Linked DNA regions of Rattus norvegicus: region 1 is linked to region 2. The links are chromatin contacts, called in public Hi-C maps. All regions are on one chromosome and are shown on one strand. The core of a region is the stretch at or near the end of the contact, and the rest is flanking DNA. Distances in the headings are between cores, read along the strand shown.

Region 1 (2,700 bases), core at 187-2,686, 220 kb after region 2:
GTGTCTACATGCTTCCCCTGGTATCCGAGAGCCAGAGCCAAGAGCTCAAAAGGACACGCCTCTTCCTCTTCTTAAGGCGCCTTGGATAAAGGTGTTAGTGCCAAGCTGGTAGAACTGGGTTCTGCAGTCTGACACAAAGGTGACTGGAGTCACTGTTCAAATTGTCCACCTTCCCTGCACTGGGTTCCTCATCTCACAGGTTCTTCTGTAGACAGACACTCAGATTCTTTGTCACTGGAGGAGATGAAAACTTTCTCTTAGACTCCCGTCTACTCCACTGTGATGGTTCCTCCAACAAATGGCTCTGAGATCGCCTTTGCAGTTTAACTAGGCTTGAACCCAGAAATTCCAGACAACGGGAAGCCCATAGAAAGGAATTGCTAGGCTCAAACAATTTTTTTTTAATTAATTGACCCAGAACAGCATTTGAGCCAGGTCTGCATACTGTCCTTGCAACAGCTGTACTAGATTAGACAGGGTAGGCACTTCCACGAGTGTCATAGAAGCCAAGACGCAGAGTAGTCATAATTACTATCTAAACGGCACACCGCTATGAACAGGCAGAAAGTGGGTGCTAGAGTCCAGACCTTCCTACCCTAATCCAGTGCTCTGAAATGTCTTCACTAGCAAAGACTGCTGCTCACCGGCCTGAGCAGGAGATAAGCAGGTCTCCCAGCTCTGCCTTATCTCAGGCAGCCTGCTGACAAGTGCAGAACTTTCCAGGCAGGCCAGAAATGACAAGGCCCATGGGGTGGTTCCCCACTCACAATAGCAATTCAGGTGTGTCTCAGCTGGGACTTTCGTGGGTGGCTAGGGCTTGGTAACTTCCATAACGGAGAACGGGAGAAGGCGTGTACACCTCCAAGATGTTTGTATACAGTTTTATGAAGTGGGGTGTGCTCCCTCTCCCCTGAAATGAAGTGGATCATATTCCAGGATAGCTGGATTTGCTTCAGTCCCTACTTCGTGAAAGGATCTTGTCTGTGTATACACCTTTACTGGTCTGGAACCACGGAAATCCAGCCAGAAGCCCACAGGGATGGAATCCCACGGTGGACCATTTTTCCACTCTCACCCCCTCCCCGACTGCTCAGACTCACTCTTTCCCTGCCTTAGGGCAACCTGGTTACTGGCCCTTTAAAAAATCTGGAGGGAGGGGGAAAAATGACAACTATTCTGACCAATAGACGACGGAGCACGGCAACCCGGGGCCAATCGTTGCACCCAGAAAGTCCCGAGAAGTGCGGGTCATCGGTCACCGGCTCAGGACTCACCGCGGTTGTGGCCGCGCCGCCGTTACCGGACATGGCTCCGCTCAGGGCGCAAGCGCGGCACTGCCGCTGCGGTCCCCTGGAGTCTGCAGAAGCCGGCGACCTGGGCGGGTCGTGACTGAAGGCACATGGGGCCGGAGCCCGCACTTCACTCCGGCTGCAGGACCTGCTGAGCTCTGCGTCACGTCCGTTGCCCTCCCTCGAAGGGGCGGCACCTTCCTCTGGGCGGGAATTAGGATTGCGACAGAGCCAGCCTCATCAGGAGTCTACTTGTCCAGAACAACTCAAGAGATTTTTTTTTCTTTTCAATTCTTATTTTATTTCACTTTTTTTCCTAGTCTTTTGAGACAGGGTCTGTGTAGCCCTGGCTGTTCTAGAACTATCTCTGTAGACCAGGCTGGCCTCGAGTTTACATAGATCAGCCTGCCTCTGCCTCCTGAGTGCTTGGATTTAAAGGAGTGTCCCACCACCGCCTGGCTATTTTATATTGCATTTATCAAATGTGTGTGGTGTGAGTGTGTTATGCGAGCATAAGGAGGTCCTAGGGTAACCTGAGAGAGTCGGCTCTTGCCCTCCATTATGTCCCAGAGCATTTAAACAAGTTACCATGCCTGCTAGGGTACTTTCATCATCAACAAATAAAGGATTCCAGAAGGCTTCTCAGAATTTTACAGCTTCACCTCTTCAGCGTTGGCCATAAGCAGTTAGTGTAAAACTTTGCTTTTTTTTTTTTTTTTTTTTTTTTAATAAGGCAAGGTGTGTGCTGTTAGCTCAGGCTGGCCTTGAAGTTTTCCATTTTCTTGTCTCAGCCTCCCATAGTAGAGAGTATTTCTGTTTGTTTGGGACAGGAACATGTTATGTAGCCCAAAATGACCTTGAACTCTACCTCCCAAGTGCTAGGATTAGAACATAAACCACAATGCTTGAATTTCCAAAGAAATAAAAGGTCAGGGTCTAGCGAGATGGCTCAGTGGTTAAGAGCATCTGCTACTCTTATGGAGGACCTGGGTTTGACTCCCAGCCCAATATGGGAATTGGAATACGTGAATATGGAAATTCACAGCCACCTGTAAGTGCAGTTCTAGAGAGTCTGACCCCCTTTCCTAGTCTCCCTGAACACCAGGCCTGCATGAGGCACACATGCATGCAGGCAGGCACCCACACATGTATAAAATAAAAATGTGCCTTACAAAAAAATGTGAAAAGCCAGGCATAATGGTGCTCCTTATGCCAGCACTTAGGAGTTGGAGTATCTCAAGGTCAACTTAAGCCACACAGTAAATTTGAAGCTAGTCTGGGCTACAAGAGACCATTTCCAGGTGCTGGACTGGTTTGCACAGCATTTGAATCACATGCCCAAGGTCTTGGGTTAGCTCCAAGAAACACACTCTTGTTCTTTCCACTACTTTGATTAATAGCAACGAATCGA
Region 2 (2,700 bases), core at 18-2,517:
TAGACATTGAGGGTCTGCAGGATGCTGCGGCGGCAGAGCGGGCAGTTGCGGTGGTAAACGGGGTGGCGCATGAGGATCTCGGTGCAAGCCTGGCACAGGCACAGGTGCCGGCAGGGCAGAAGCAGCACCGTCTTGCTTTGGTCCTGGCAAATGACACACTTCTTCCGCTCTTCTTGCTCCTTCAGCAACTTCCATGGGTCTTGACCAGCTGTAGGTTCCTCCTCATTGAGTCTCTCCCGGCCTCTAGCAGCTGCTGTTCTGATGACCTCCTCATCTGCTTCAGGTAGAGGATCCTGGGGCTGGATCCTGGCTGAGAACACCCTCCTGGGGCCACCTTGGGGGGCTCCCGGTGCTCCTCCCCGATTTGGCCAGCTGGCCAGCTGTAGGCTTCGGCTCCAGACTCTGCGCCAAGCCTCTAGACCTAGTGGAAGGCGAGACAGCCGTACAACATCCTCTCGAAGCCGGTGGTAGGATGGGCGGGCGTGAAGCTGATTGAGAGCTCGGGTGGCCAACCTCAGGGTTTGTTCTGGGTGCAACGCAATCAGAATCACCACCAGCACACAAGCCAGCAACACCAAACCGGTGAGGTGGAAAAGCACACAGCTGGCCAGGACGCGGACGGCCGAGGCCAACAGCTCCAGGACTAGTTGGCAAGGGGTCCACAGGAGAATGGCCATGGCCACAGCGCTGCTGGAAATGTGAGCAAGGAAACCAGCCACCACGTCTGTCATCCTCCAAAGAGGCCCTGTCACGGCATCCCACAGGGCCAGCACCAGGGAGAAGAAGTTCTGAGTGCCAATGAGGCAAATATTGACCAGACTATTGACCACATAGGCCACCAAGCTCATGGCAATGGCACAGATGTCACAGGCCTGGCGTAGCAAACCATGACCGTTAGAGATCATGTTCAGGATACCCCTGTTCAGTAATTCCCGGCTCTTCAGAGCTCCATGAGAAGCCAGGTGCCCCAGCAGCTTTAAGCTCTCCAAGCCCGAGTAGCAGCTGCAGAGAAGAGTACACAAGGCCTGCAATCCCCCGAAGGTAAATCGGACCACTGCTTCAACTAAGGCCACCAAATAGAGCAGGAATCCTCGACCCAAGTGCAGAAGACTCGTCAGTACTGTATGTGGCAGATTGTAGATGAAGGCCAAAAGCCAGGCCAAGGTAGCCAGGAGGGAGGACACGAGCAAGAAGTTGAGATCCAACACCAAGGTCAGCAAGTCCAGCATCAGGCCCACCCCATTCACCACCAGGTAGACAGCCTCCATGATAGGGCTGTGGAGTTCAGGACAAAAAAAGAAAGGCTGGCTCCTCAGAGAAGATGGTGTCAAGGTTGCCAATACTGCGGAGAGTTCGGAGTTAATTTGGAAGGGATGTGAACGTCTAACCAAGGGAGAACCAAGGTCTACAGAAGTGGGTTGGAGAGAAGACTTTTACAAGAGGGAAAGGAATCCCGGTTTGGAAGGCGGGCTGTTCGGGAGCGAAGAAGCAAAACATCTCTAAAATGATAGGGAGCCCGGACTGGAGGAAGTACCTCAGCTTTAGAAGCCTGGAGCGGTATTCAAGGCCGGGCAACGGGTCTGACCGGGAGAAGACCGGGAAGGATAGGACGGGATCGGGAAGGGCCGGGCCGGGGCCGGGTGGGGGCGACGCAGGCTGGGCGCGGGCTCGCGGTCCAGCCACGCAAGTGCCCCTGTCCCCGCCCGGCCCCTGTCCTCCTGCTCGTGGCGACTGGCACCCAAAGGGAAAGCAGGACAGAAAGTCAGCCTCAGCAAACCCCAAGCGCGGTCTCGACTCCACTGGGCGCCGCCATCTTGTGTGCTAAGGGACGGGGCAAGCAGGGGGCGGGACTATAGCCCATGGCCAATCAGTGAGGGGCAATGGCAGAAAAGTCGACAAACCATTGGTGTTTTTGAACAGCGCCCAAAGACATAATTTCCAATGAGAGGAATAGAAATATATTTATAAAGCTCCTCCTCTTTGAGGTGGTGATAGGTCCGTTAGCGTGTCGGTATAATTTCCTCACCCCGCCCCGCCCCGCCCCGCCCCTTAAAGAGCCAGAGCCACAATTTAATGAGACTGTCTTTAAGTGGTATCGCCCCGAAGCCCCAACTCCACCCTGCTCCCGGTCTTGGAGTATGCGTTCTTCGAGGTCTGGGCTGGACTCTGGTTTAGTACCTTCTCCACGTCCCCCTGGGACCTGCTGCCTCATCTCATTCATCATTTTTTTTAAAGATTTATTTATTCATTTATTATATATAAGTACACTGTAGCTGTCTTCAGACACACCAGAAGAGGGCATCGAATCTCTTTACAGATGGTTGTGAGCCACCATGTGGTTGCTGGGAATTGAACTCAGGACCTCTGGAAGAGCAGTCGGGTGCTCTTAACCGCTGAGCCATCTCTCCAGCCCTCATCATTTATTTTTAACACTTATTAAGCATGTACCATGCTTTGGAAATACAACCCTTTTTAAGATTATCATCTGTCTCAAGCTATTCACAAAGAGAAAAAGATTGTTAGGGGGGATCCCTTGTCACTGAGAAAAGGAGCCACAGAATGAAGGCGCTCTGATTTCTACCTTGACCCCATCAGCTTGTAGGCCATCTGTGCCCCATACATCAAGAGACTGGTATTTTCTACTTACCCATCTCTCTCGTGACTATCGTCTCTGTTAGCCTTAATTGTCAAATTGGCACA

The links. A called contact is a pair of places that touch in the nucleus more often than the background predicts.
Region 1: a contact with region 2 is called in a Hi-C map of mammary epithelial cells, with 2.1 times the contacts expected there. The contact joins the promoter of Hmbs here to the promoter of Rnf26 in region 2. A contact is called at or near these places in 1 of 12 Hi-C or Micro-C datasets (mammary epithelial cells) and 1 of 1 datasets of contacts at active chromatin or transcription factors (oligodendrocytes).

The regions. Positions count from the first base shown.
Region 1 is chr8:53,576,297-53,578,996 of GRCr8, forward strand. It overlaps Hmbs (hydroxymethylbilane synthase), which reads right to left and starts at 1,437. Exons shown (of 14, transcript NM_013168.2): 1 at 1,275-1,437. The coding sequence starts at 1,307.
Region 2 is chr8:53,352,319-53,355,018 of GRCr8, forward strand. It overlaps Rnf26 (ring finger protein 26), which reads right to left and starts at 1,268. Exons shown (of 1, transcript NM_001113748.1): 1 at 1-1,268. The coding sequence starts at 1,268.